Linked DNA regions of Mus musculus: region 2 is linked to region 1. The links are chromatin contacts, called in public HiChIP or PLAC-seq maps. All regions are on one chromosome and are shown on one strand. Each heading gives the region's core, a stretch centred on a gene start, on an enhancer-like site or on the middle of the called end of the contact. The rest is flanking DNA. Distances are from core to core; before and after follow the strand shown.

Region 1 (6,980 bases), core at 1,238-3,737:
CAAGCTTCTAGATCATTCTGTGTTGAAACATAGTTCTCCATGGGCGTTTCTGCACAGCACACCAAGCTTGCTCTTCGGTTTTGTGTTTTGTCTTGTTTGGTTTTGCCTGTGTAGTAGTGAGGATATACTCAGGTTCTCACCCATCGAAGACAGGCACTCTGTCATGGAGCTGTCCTTCAAGTCCTGTGGGACACTAATGGTTACACTTGTTAACGTGGTTAACAAATGTATCTTAACTCTGTAGGGGTTATTTTCATCCTTACCAAAATACTAAAATCACATATCCTTCTAAGGCAAATATTCATCAGGTTTGCTAGCAGCCAATAGGAAGACTGGAGATTCTGAGGTTAGGGTTCCATGTCAGAGACAAAGACACCATCAGAAGCATTCTCCAGAACGCTGCTGTATCACCCCCAATGCAACTAGAGATGCAAAGAAGTGTGAAGTGGATACCAGTGGCTCTGTCCTACGTGTGCAGTTCACATGTGTCAGACCCAAGGATTTCCTGACTTTACTAGCACTAGTCATTCTGCAGTGGGCTCATTTGTCAGCTTGCAAGGAAGCTGTCAAAATACATATACTTTCCATGCCTCGGTTCCCCTATATGCAATATAAAGGGGGCTTATTTCACAGCCTTCCTGTATTGATTAAGCTTACAAATGAGATAATACATACATAACACATAACCTGTCTATACCTTAGAACTGAACTCAAACGTTGTTCAAGGTAACAATACCAGGTGACTGTTGTCTGCCTCTCTGCTCCACTAAATGGCCTGCCCACTGGCTTAGTCTTCACTATCAACTCTGCATCACTAACACCAAAGGCCATTCTCTAGGTCAACAGTTCATTCCTTAGACGGTGACTAAGCTAGTGTTTTCTCTACATTTTTTGTTTTGTTTTGTTTTTGAAACAGAGGGTCATGTACATTAGACTGGACTTATAACCTCGGAGGATTCTGTTTCCACTCCTGTCTGTTTCCTTCTTTCCAGTCAAACACACATACTAACAAAAAAGGAGGATGTTTTTATATATGTTCTAAGACTTTTCAGTTCTAAATTCTCTCCCAATAACAATTTAGCAATATGGTAACTTAAAACTACAACCTTGTAGACACTCCAGATGCTGAAGTTTCCTTTGAGGCCTTACAACAAGTCTTAGGAAGCCACAGGAGATTGGATAAACTTACCTGTAACAAAAAATCAAAGAGAGCCATCTTGGACCACTCGTGGTGATGGATTTCAGTGCAGTCCCACTCAGGTCTGGGAACCCGGCCATTCAGCCAGCACTTCTGTTTTAGCAACCGCTGATAAGTTCCCCAGGTGATCTTAACAGAGGAATGGCTATCATTGCTTGCAGATGCTAGAGATGAGTCCCAGAGAATGATAGGGCGAGGTCGGCCATCTACAGAATCAGAAAGCAAATAGTTCACTCAGCATGCTGCTGCATTGAATAGCAAATGTCCTTGGGCAGATCACTCACTAATTCACGTCCTCTCTCACCTGTCGGGCGTGGGACATTTTGTAACCAAATTCCAAGGTCCCTGTGTCTTCACAAGTTTTAAGACTTTTATATAAATGACACTCCTGGTCAGTTATAAGTCTTATGAAGTGGAAAGTTACTGTAGACAGTAAAAGAAAATTTAACAAGATTTATGGATGTGGCAAGAACAGGCTCCTAACTACTACTCAAGCATCCTCTGGTTTAGTGTGGTTTTACTCCACATCTAAAAAAGCAGCCGCCACAAGAAAGGAAAGAATCCAGACATTTATAATTGTCTATTCAAGGTCTGAGCAGAGCGGTCTCTGTTTGTAATAACAGCTGTCTGATTTTCTGAGGCTACATCAGCATGCCAGGGGTGGGGAGAATTTTTAGAAGTCCCAGATTCAAAAGAGAAAATGGATGCTTCGCATCAATTTCTGGAGTCACCAAAGAAGGAAAGCAGGAAAAAGACTGCTTTGGTTTCTGTTTTTCTCTTCTGATAGAAGAGTGTGAGCACAGCAGTGCTCTTGGGAAGGTGGTCACACATTCACACATAGCCTCACAAGGTGTCTTTAAGCAAATGTCACTTCTTCAACTGCATGTGCATAGATGATATTTTTTTTAAATGTCACTAAAGTTGTTTAAATCTCAGTCACTGGATAGAAACGCCATTTCACTGCTCAGCTGAATAAAGTATAATACATCCCTGTGGAATCCTCATCAACAGGAAAGACCTCGATGGAGTCTATTGAACAACAGTTCAGGCTTAAAACCAGAACTGTCATTTGCAAGCCCCCATTTCATCCAAGCAAAGTCCCAGAGATGGTTATGGCCAGGGTTACTTATGATTCAAAAGTCAGCACAGTGCTCTTGAAGAAAACAACTCAATTACAAGCATCTAGGAAGGCAGCCCCCTTAACTCATTCTGAACAAGCCTGAACAGAAGAGCCCTCAGGAATTCTGATGGGAGTGTCCAGACATGCCAGGAATTTCGGAAAGCCCTTTGAAACAGCCTGGGATGTTTGAAATCTACAACTTTCCTCACCTAGCTAGAAACTCAACCCCCCTTGCTTGAATCTTGTAGTGCTCTTATCTGCAGGAAACAGCTGCTGGACCCATTCGGAAGTTGGTGGCACACCAACGGTTTAAACACATTAATTCAACCATTCTAATTGCCCCCCACTCCAGCCTGTCTCGAAGGAAACTCCTCCGACGTCTCATTGATAGTGTCGGGTAGAGCATTTGGAAGGTCTTTGCTTTATACACAGTAGGTACATCACAGTCAATGACACACAGTTAAGAGAAAGAAAGACCCGCAAGCTGACCCAAAAGATCATCAGTTACTGTTTCTTTCCTCCTCCTCCTCATTTCTTTACTAAGTGGTTGAGGCTCCTGAGACCTAATTCAATTCTAAAACAGAAGAGCTAGACAATCTTGTATATCCCAAATACTGTGCTGATTTTAAAAAGGAGAAAGAGAAAGAATAAACTTGTGTACGATCTGTCTATCATATGAGGAAGATGAGCTGGGCCAGTGTGGTCAAATATGAATAGAAAATATCATGCAACTTTCTGAGACAAGCACATGGGACAACTGAACTGTGAGAGGCTGTGAGCCAGTATCCTGGACACGGCCACTCACCAACAGCACTTCTCATCTCAGAGCGAGGAAGTGTTCAAAGGTAACTAAAGCCTGATACTGCATGTCCACAGGACAGTCACTACAAGAACAGGCAGGAAGCTGTTTCCTGTACAACCCAATGGCCAGGAGGAGCAAGAAGTGATCTACAGAAGTCAGAGAAATCTTCTTGCTTCTCTCCACATATTTAAGAGCATCCATGCCTTACTATAAAATTAAATAAAAAGAAGTCTCCTCATTTTAGGCAATGAAGAACACTCTGCATGAGAACATATGAGAAGAAAAACCCAATTGTCTGCTGTCCACGGCAAATGGTTGTTTTGTTTTCTCAGGTTTTCCTGCCCTCTTCACTCTCACTTGAATAAATAAATAGCTTCAAATTTTTAGGAAGAGAACATGGTTAACTCATGACTGAGACTTAGACTATGGGACCCAACAGACCTCTTGCTCTCTAATCTGACTTCCTTGTCTAGTGACATTAAACAAGTGACAAGTCCTGCCTGCCTCTTCCTCCTCCATGTCACAGGGCTGATCATGTATCTTCATAAACAGACTCCACGATTATTAAATAGGACTGTGTATAAAGAAAAATTTCTTTCTCAAACTTTTATCACCTCTACCTGGTGCAAACATTCAGACTTCCCTTCCTCAAGGTTTTTGAGCATATTTAACATATAATTGTTACCTGTAGCCACCCCACTGTTGTAAGACCAGCATGTTAGATAGGTTTACCCTCATTTGTACATTATACGGTGTATGCCTGTAACTAATAGGTAAAATTTTTATGTTGCCGTATAAAAATGCAAGAAAAAAATAAAGCAAATAAATAAAACCCCTCATCCTAGTGTTTAGCATAAATGCATAATTAAGGATGATTTTTATAGCAGCTGTTTCTACACATGCACCTCCAACAGTCTTATAAAACATAAGCCTTTACCCAACCATTGTTGCTTACTGAGCAACTGCTATATGCCAGGTAGTGTTTTGGAGCCTAAAGCTAAATTGTAAACAAGTAGGTGCCAACTTTTTGCTCTCAGGAAGCATAAAGTTTTCACAGGATAAAGAAGCAAAAATTACACAAAGGAAAAAATAGAAGTTTGTGGATTCTCATAATTGTATCATTAAATATTATAGTATGGATGTTTATTCTACAGTTAAATATTTGAGTAGCACTGATGTAATTATGCAGTAAATCTGCAGTAATGTAGCCCAGTGGTCTGCATACTATGCAAATAGCAGTGAGTAAACATTTGGGCCTGTGCCATCATGTGGTCACCACCACAGCCATTCAGCTATATGCTTGGCTCAGTGGCACAGTGGCACACTGTAAAGGGACAACTGGTCATGCCTAAGTCAACAGAGCTTTTTTCTTGTAAATACTAAAGTCTGATTCCATATGATTTTCAATTGTCATAGGAATATTGTCAACCTTTTTATTATTTTTCAGCCATGTAAAATTGCAGACATCAGTTTATGAAAGCAAAATAGGTACTGGGCCATCTTTGCCACAAGCTGTATGCCCACGAATTTATCAATCTCTTCTATAAGTCATCAAATTCTTTGATGGTTTTTGTGGTTTTTCCTGTTGTTGGTTGGTTGCTTGGTTGGTTGGTTGGTTGGTTGGTTGGTTGGTTGGTTGGTTGGTTTGAAACATGGTCATACTATATAGCCAAGGTTGACCTGGAATTTGCTGTGTAGACCAGGCTGGCCTCAAACTCAGAGATCACCTGCTCCTGCCTCCTAGATGCTAAGATTAAAAGTGTGCAGCACCACAGCTCATGGTTTCTTCCCATCACCCAGCTGCAGACTTCCTGCTGTAGCCAGAGCTGGACCTGTACCTTCTTCATTCCTCCCATCTCTGCTTCATGGATACTGAGATTACAGGCACACACACAGTCATTGGATACACTCTCTATCCTGATAGCTAATAAATCATTTCTCAAACTGCCAAAGGTGATTAAGCAAATAGGCACAATAAATTATTCTCCATGGCCGTCCATGTTTCCCCAGCAAAACATAAAGACATTCTTATTCTTCCCTGCTTTTTAGGGAAAGGGATTCCCAGAGAACAGAGAAAGCCAGTGATCTGAGGCTCCCTGGTTGGTGAGTGGAGGATCACAGGCCTCTTGCTTTTCCTCGCCTGCTGTTCATCTTCCCATTAGAGCCAAGAGTGTGTGAGCCAATGGGTGAGAATATCTGTCGGTGTAAACGCAGATCCCAGCTCAGTAAGTGCCACTGAGAGGAGAATCCCACATTATATAAAATCCTGCTTTTAAGAGGAGTAAAGGAGCATTGATAGATCGGAAGGGATGATGGGAAAACGGTCTCTGCAAACAGGAGCCTGGTTAAACGCACTCACCCTGAAGGGTTTTTGAAATGAGCGGTGTTCATCTCCTTCCATTCAGATTTGTCAAGATGATACAGTGCTGTGCTCTCTGGAGAAATCTTAATGGCGAAGAGATAAAATTCTAACTGTCAAGAGTGGTGGGAAGCAGCCTTTAACAGATGTGTGATGTCCGTGTGAATTAAAGGTTACACAGCTGTCTTAAAAATGAGACTTGCCAGTAAAACCTCCTCTCTTCCAATGTCTGAATATCTCCTCGGAATTTTGATGTTCTCTTTAGTCACTTTTGACTCAACAGCACAAAGAAGACATTCTTTGGGGGAAGATGGAGATGAAAATTAACCAAGAATGTATGCTTTACACAATCTCCTTTGTCTACATGAATTAAATGCCCTTCCCTTTAAGGGCTGACTGGTTTTGCTACACCATAGGGGCAGGCCAAGCATGCTGGTGGAGTGTGAATGTCTGCCCGTATTTATCACCAGACAAAAATAAGCAAAAAGTGTTCTGAGCTGCGAATCAAAAGTCCTTTCTATCGAATGGGCTGAGTTCCAAGGCTCCTTGTGAATGAGACTGAAAGGAAGTAAGAGTTCAGCATCGGGCCTTTCACAAAACACAATTCCACAGAACCTTGAAAACAAAGCATGGGTCAGTCAAAACCGGTGGAGCATCTTCATTGCAGGAAATAAATTCCATGGGGCTCCGTCACAAGCATCAACAAGTCACCAACAGAAAGCCTTATGCTACAGCAGATTGTCCACTGCTAAAAGCAATAAGGTGTCCATGGATATTGCTCCAAGGCCTTGTACAAAGTGTCTAGGTACACAAACGTGTTAAGTCCTACTAACTTCATTATTCTCCAGTGTCTCGAAAAGCAGGATTTGGAGTGTGTGTGTGTGTACATAAATGTATGAGCTGGAAAGATGGCTCAATCATTTAGTTCTTGCTGCTCTTTTGGAGAATGGGAGCCCAGTTCCTGTCACCCACATCTGGCAGCTCGAAAACTCTTACAACTCCAGTTTTCAAGGATCTTATCTCTTCTGGCCTCCAAGGGTACCCGCTCACAGGTGTCACACACACATATGTATTCAAGAGTACACATAAACAAAAGTAACTTGAAAATAAATCTTTTCAAAGGTAGTAGACTGGATGTGGTGCCCACCCCATTTGAACATACAGAAATTGAGGCAAGGGCATTTTGAGTTCATGGTAGTCTAGTTGATATTACTGGTTAAAAGTTAGCCTGAGCTCTTGAAAGAGACCTTATTTCAATATAGCCAGGAATGAGGCTTGAGCATACTAGTAGGTCTTTTGCCTGGCATTCCCAAGAGTACTACAAACAATCTCTATCTGTGTCTCCCTCTCCCCCAACTCTCTCTCTCTCTCTCTCTCTCTCTCTCTCAACAACTATGTCTCTCCCTTTCTTTCCATCTCTCTCTGTCTCTGTCTCTCCCTTTCTCTCTGTCCCTTTCTGTCTCTCTGTCTCCATATCTCTCTGTGTTTCTTTGACTCTCTG
Region 2 (6,980 bases), core at 3,320-5,819, 70 kb before region 1:
ATATCATGTGAGTTCTTTTGTGATTGGGTTACCTCACTCAGGATGATATCCTCCAGATACATCTATTTGCCTAAGAATTTCATAAATTCGTTGTTTTTAATAGCCGAATGGTACTTCATTGTGAAAATGTACTACATTTTCTGTATTCATTCAGAAACAACCTGTGCTCACACTCTGTGGTTTCCACCCTTGGCCTTAAAGGCTGGGTCCTAATTCAACTCTTCTAAATTGAGCTGCCTTTCCCACCTAGGATGATTCCCTAACTCTCTCTGTTTCCATTTATATGTGATATGCATCCTATGGTATGCACATCTTAAGACAATTGATTGTAGCATTCCATTAATTAATTGCACAATTAAACACTAGTTCAATAGACTGTAAATGGAATAGGGGAGGAAAGACATTTAAGTTCTAACTTAAGTTTCACCATTAACTAATTTTCTGATTTTTGGTATGCATAATTTGGTCCCTGAGGGGGAAAAAAAAGTCCCTGAGTGGCCTGGAATTTGAAGTGATCCTCCTGCCTCTGCTTCTCCAATGCTTTTTATAAGACATGCACTGTTACGCTTGGCTTAAGCACCAAGTTTTTTGTTTTATTAGATATTTTCTTTATTTACATTTCAAATGCTATCCCGAAAGTTCCCTATACCCTCCCCCCGCCCTGCTCCCCTACCTACCCACTCCCACTTCTTAGTCCTTGCATTCCCCTGTACTGGGGCATATAAAGTTTGCAAGACCAAAGGGCCTCTCTTCACAATGTGGGCATGTACTCAGAAGATGTTCCAACTGGTAATAAGGACACATGCTCCACTATGTCCATAGCAGCCCTATTTATAATAGCCAGAAGCTGGAAAGAACCCAGATGTCCCTCAGCAGAGGAATGGATACAGAAAATATGGTACATTTACACAATGGAGTACTACTCAGCTATTATAAACAATGAATTTATGAAATTCTTGGGCAAATGGATGTATCTGGAGGATATCATCCTGAGTGAGGTAACCCAATCACAAAAGATATTACTAGATATGAACTCACTGATAAGTGGATATTAGTCCAGAAACTTAGAATACCCAAGATACAATTTGCAAAACACAAGAAAATTAAGAAGGAAGACCAAAGTGTGGATACTTCATTCCTCCTTAGAATGGGGAACAAAATACACATGGAAGGAGTTACAGATACAAATTTTGGAGCTATGACAAAAGGATGGACCATCCAGAGACTACCCCACCCGGGGATCCATCTCATAATCAAGCACCGAGTTTTAAAAGACAGCTTATTTAACAACAATTTTAAGGATAGAATAAATAGGGCCTGGTTCTAAACAGGAGTGGAAAAGTGAAACTAGCTTGTGGCAAGAAACGGGAAAAGCAGAGTCTGGTCTCTTGGTACCCAAGCACCCAGAGAGGGCTGGAGTCAATGTTGAGTCCCACAAAGGCTGTCACCCTTCCTGAAAGGCATGGGGTTTAAGCTCACAAGAGGAAGTAGGCTTGTAGTTACTATTGACTTTTAGGAGAAAAAAATTGAACCACATTGACAGACACACCCCTCAGCCTGACTAGTTTTGTGCTGACAAAAGACAAGGCAACCTGCCATTGCTTGGAATGTATGACTACTAGGCCATACCTCCTAATAGTGCAAATTCCCATGAGCCAAGCATTCAAGCACAATAGTGGGGAGGGGGGGAGGGGGAACAAACCTATTCAAATCACCACAACATTATAATCATGATGAACTACTCTGGAACCTGAAAGCTTGTCACCCAGGCTTGAGGAATCAAGCTAGGTTGTGAGAGCAAAAGATGGCAAGGTTCTGAAAACATGAGTCTTCATACATGTAGTATAAGCTCCAGAGGCCTCTGTTGTCTATTGCTAGCCAAGATAGGCCAACGTAGTCCCAGAGGACCATGCTTATCCTCACAGTAAAAAGAGAGATGACCTTGGTTAGTTTTAACTTATCACCTCTTTCCTCTGCCACAAGCTGTGCTGGGATTCTCCTAATGAATTCAAGTGCTGACAAGGCTCGAATATTTGACTTCTGCACCCATGACACTAAAAGTGGCTGCACAGATGGGTATGAGCAAAGTCCCAACAGCTCCGAGAATCCCACAAAAGCTGTCGTCTTCAGTGAACACAATTTTCACCATTCAAACATGAAGTTCCGTTTTCCATGCAAGTCTGGTTACTAGAAACAAAAGGTAAATATTTCCTCCCCATGTGCTGCAGGAGGAAGCTATATATGGAGAAAAATAAAATATTTCCAGTGTGGAAAGAACACAATAGAGATCTGACCTTCACACACATAAAAACAATGTATGTTGGGAGATTCCCAGTGGGAAGGGGAAGGTAGAAGTTAGTATTGAGCTGTGCTGACCACCACATATTATATTCTCAGATATCACTCAGCTCTTACCAGGAAAAGTAACAAAGAAAATTCAGTATATAGACATCTTGCTTTACTAGAGCATGCCTTCAGTATATCACTGCCTTTAGGAAGTCTGAGTTTTTGAGTAATTTCTTACCACTGTGCAAAATATAAAACCAAGACCAGGATGTTTCAGCTTGTCCTCCAGGTTTAACCAGGAAGACATCTATAAGCATCTGACCATATGGTCCCTCAAGGGAGAAGGACTTGCATGCAAACAGGAAAGGTGAAACAGTCACTCAGGCCACTACTCAGTCTGTAGAGTATTTTCTCCTCATTGTTCTCTGTTATTACATTATTCCTTAACCTCTCCACTGTTCATCTTCCCCTCAAAACCATCCCTTCTATGTATCCTAGCTCAGACAATTTCAGGGATGTCTTCCAAGGCTGTAAAATTCACTAGCATCAAGTTCATGGTTCTAACCTTGTCTGCACCTGCCCTCTCTGGCCCTATAGCTTCTGTATCTCACTCGCTCATACTTAATATCATCATCACTGTCTTTCTATGTTGGGGGTCACTACTTTTTACTGCTGCCAAAACTACATAGGTAATAGGAGTCTTTGGACAGTCACCTCTCTATCCCATCTCTTTTGTATGTGACTGAAATATATTTGTCTTGTTTGCTGAATAAAAGGAATTCTATCAACAGGGAGACACCACTTCCCTATCTCTCACTCCCAAATTCTTTACCTTCTACAGTTCCAGTTTGATCCAAGGCAGCCTTTCAAGATCTCTTACTGGGAAATTGTCATAACTAATCACTTTGTCACTCCAAGTCTCCATGCCTGCCTTCAATTTAGTGTGGTGCTCACAGGGCTGCCAGAGCCAATATCCTAACTCGTCTGTGATGCTCATTCTTCTGTCTGAAGGTCCTTGATTTCTTTTGGCCAACAACATCGTGGAAACTTAGAGTCGGTTTATGTAGGGAAGTTTCAAAAAGTAGGGAGAAAAACAAGAGAAGTATAGAAATATCTCAAAATTTACTGAAGCATGTTTGCTTCTTGTTTGGTATCATGTGCTAATTGTTTTATGGACTAAATCTACAAAGAAATTGGGAAATACTATTGTGTGTATGTGTGCATTATTTCCAAGAACAAAGAAAGGATAGGATAGATCACAAGCTAGTATAATGAGTTATGCATTAGGAGTCAGTGTAGATTTGATCATCTAATTAGCTCTCTAGATTTGTTCCCAACTACACTGTGATTATATAAAATTCTTTTCTTGAGAAATGTACACTATATTATACATAGGTCAAAAAGCATGACCTTTACATCCTACTTTCAAATTATTTAGCTAAAAATAACTCTGTGTGTGGAGGAGTGTGGAGAGAGGGGGAGGGAGGGAGGGAGGGGGCGAGAGAGACAGAGAGAGAGAGAGAGAGAGAGAGAGAGAGAGAGAGAGAGAGAGAATAAAGTAAAACCAATTTGTCATGAAGTTAGAAATTATCACTTGAGGGTAAAGAGTCATTTTCTTTTTCCTGGCAGAACATCCATCACTTCCCCATGCTCTGGCCAAGCCAGAAGCCTTTATCCTCATTTTTACTCATTCCTAATCTCTACTTCCGGTCACTGACAGCCTTGAAAGCCTAAAGATTTGCTGATAATTCTGTCCTGAGGAAGATTGACAGTGTTTGAGTTAAGTCCTCCATTGTCTACCATAGGTTTGCAATGCTGGGAAGCAAATGATTTTTCACATTTCCTGAAGATCTTGAGTTGTTACTGTGATGATTCACTGTGTGGGCCGTCATGTATATTTTTCTGAAATGGACATTTTAAATGTCTTCAGCTGGGGAACGGTTGAGTAATCACGAGGTTACATCTCTAAGGTCCTTGCTCCCACCAAAATTCTTCCTCCACATAGTATTTCCTTGACTTTCATAATGTAGAAGAAATTCAATTAACTGACCCCACATCCCACTATCACTTGGGAGAAGAAAACACTATTTGGTCCTGACAGAAAGGAAGTAAAGCCCGCTCTCAAGCTTGCTCTTTTCCGCCTGACTTTAATTTCCTAGCTGAGCCTAGAATTGCAAGACGCTTAGTATACCAAGAATTCTAAAAATACTAACTCCATGCCTGAGATGGCTCACATTCTTCCAAGTAGAGGGGAATTGTTGAAATAATTGACATGTTGCCAGATGAATGCCTTCAGGTTTCCTCATTTCTTGGGCCTGCTCTTGCCCCAGCCACTCAGGGCTCCTGGCTTTCTTGGTTAGCATGTGGCTGAGGTCGTCAGGTCAACGCTACCCTCTCTCCAGAGGCCACCAGTGCTTGTGTGCGTATTAAGTGTCTGTATATATATTGGAATTTATTTTCGATTCTTTTTCTGCCCCAAGGAGACTTCACAATGGGCTAAACATAATGCAGGTAGAACTGCTGTTAGTTGTTTAGTGACTGGCATGGGTCTGGGTGGGATTTGACTGTTTAGACAAAAGAGGGTCCTAAATCTCACCCCCAAGAGAATCAAGGAAGGAAGGAAGTGGTTTCTATGATGGCATCAGTTGCTTTCAGAGACACCAAGGCCCGGTGACATATCAAAAGCAAGGAGTTTTCTTAGAGAAAAAAAATTAAATTTGCATTATACTTAATTCACTTGATACACACTTTAAGTGTATAGTCTGTACAGTGATCCACAAGTCAGACCTCTGCTCTCAAGAAAGCCTGGTTGTATGTAAAATTAGCCCCTAAGCATAATTTATTAAAAACTAAAAGATATCAATTTGGTCATATACAAAATTTTTCATGTGACATTTTCTAATTGAAAGAGGTAAATGTATAAAACTAGCATTAAAGTATATTGAAAATTCTTCCTAAGCCATGTTCTGAGTATTTCCAGATATCATATAATCTGTCTTAACACTGTCCAAGGCTTCTATGCTCAAAATTGCACATGTTGTTGCACAGACTGTATTCTGACTATCGGCTGTGGCATTCATCCAACCTCCAGTTTTTAGGATTCAGATGGACAGTGGGTGTTGACAACATTGTTCCTCTTCCCACGCAGGCATTCAAGGGAAATGTCCACAGTGGAACAGGAAAACGTCAATGCCATTAAAAGGGGCTTGTTCTAAACAATATTGTCACTGTGCAAATGCCAAGGTCTACTCAGAACTGGAAAACTTTTCATGGCTTCAAGCCTTGTAAGTTTCCACCAATAAGCAGCCCTTACTGTCTAAAATTCTCTATGTAAATCTCCCCAAGAAATTCTCTCTTAGAAGGAAAGGGTGGTGTTATTTTAAAAGCACCACTTAATAAACCCATGTTTTACTACAGTTGGTACGGATGGTTTCCTGTTTACGCTTGTTACATCTATACATATGTGGATGTATACAAACACATACAGAGAAGCTTATTAGAGCACTGAGGGTTATTTTTTTGCCCATGGTAATGATATCGCTCCAGGATTTCAGAAGGTTGGAATTTTTTTCCAGAACAGCAAATGGTATTTAGAATAATGAAATGTGGCCTTTTCTTCTTCTTCTTTTTTTTTTTTTGTATTTTATTATTTTACCCAACAACTGCAAGTAACAGTTAAACCACACTGCTGTTGTACCTTAAACAATAACTCAGTGATAAAGGTATTTAATCCACTAAAAAACAATCAGTGGGAAAGCTGGCTAAGGTAGCACGGGCACAGGCAAGTTGTGAGCTGACAAACTCAGTTATCCGGGTCCATGGCTTTGTGGGGGCCCAACCTCAAAATATGTCATTCATGAACTGCTAGAGTGTGTGAAAGGGGCAAGTCCTGCAGAACAAAAGCTGCAGGGCAACTATGGCACAGGGCAACAGTAGGATCTCCTTTAGGAGCCCTGGTGAGGATCCAGTATTGATACTATAGCAGAAGGATATACCTATCGCATGACATCTCAGCTTCCAATGCTACTGTCACTAATGAATGTGTGATGGAAAGGTGGAGAAACCTGGCGGACTGAATGGATGCACACACATCAGAACTGGAGACCTGAGTGGGAAAGAAGGCTGTGGGTGAAAGAGGAGTGGACTGTTGCCTTGCCCAGAGGGGTCAATGGAAGGTTTTTGTTTGTTTTATTATTTTATTGGTTCGGGGAGGAGGAGGTTACAAGATTGGGAGGTAGATATGGAAGGATTGGGAAATGAGTGGGATTGCAGTGCATGATATGAAATTCCCAAAGAGTCAATAAAAAGAATATGTTTTAAAAATTATAAAATTGCAAATTTTACAAGTAAATAGATGGAATAAACTGAATAAATAGAAACTGGCCCTGCAAGAATAAACACTAGAATTGATTTTTCCTTTAATCTTTAAAAAAAAAAAAAACCCTAAAGGTACAAAAGAAAAAAATAGAGAGCTATCAGAGACGACACGAGGCAGTTCGCCTCCTTCCCTGACTTGAGAATGTGCAGTAACTCCTCTCGCTGTTGTTACAAATTACACAAACTTGGAGGCTTAAAAGAACAGGGTTTTGGTGTCTGTAGTTAAATAGGTCAGAAGTCTCAGAGGGAGAAAATGAAAGGACAGCAGAAACGCATTCCTTTCTGGAAATTTAAAAAATGAATCCATTTCCCTGCTG

Evidence for each region. HiChIP or PLAC-seq counts read pairs in DNA pulled down with a chosen protein or histone mark.
Region 2: a contact with region 1 is called in an H3K27ac HiChIP or PLAC-seq map of heart atrium, with 20 read pairs. The contact joins two enhancer-like sites. A contact is called at or near these places in 2 of 15 datasets of contacts at CTCF or cohesin (the G1E-ER4 cell line and the NIH/3T3 cell line), 14 of 484 Hi-C or Micro-C datasets (the G1E-ER4 cell line, the HPC-5 cell line, cerebral cortex and 8 more), 5 of 115 datasets of contacts at active chromatin or transcription factors (the HPC-7 cell line, embryonic stem cells, extraembryonic endoderm stem cells and 1 more) and 1 of 9 other capture datasets (embryonic stem cells).

What each region holds. Positions count from the first base shown.
Region 1 is chr3:79,903,013-79,909,992 of GRCm38.p6, reverse strand. Gask1b (golgi associated kinase 1B) reads right to left here. Exons shown (of 4, transcript NM_133187.3): 2 at 1,190-1,404. Among named protein-coding and RNA genes, the nearest start is that of Gm36569, 20 kb to the right of the region's middle. Within about 2 kb of position 2,487, at least 56 of the 459 cell types and tissues checked have an H3K27ac peak or open chromatin away from gene starts, as enhancers often do. A contact at or near this core is called in the G1E-ER4 cell line, the HPC-7 cell line, female germline stem cells and 1 more, where this site is marked.
Region 2 is chr3:79,975,425-79,982,404 of GRCm38.p6, reverse strand. No RefSeq gene overlaps it. Among named protein-coding and RNA genes, the nearest start is that of Gm36569, 92 kb to the right of the region's middle. Within about 2 kb of position 4,569, at least 79 of the 459 cell types and tissues checked have an H3K27ac peak or open chromatin away from gene starts, as enhancers often do. A contact at or near this core is called in the G1E-ER4 cell line, the HPC-7 cell line, female germline stem cells and 1 more, where this site is marked.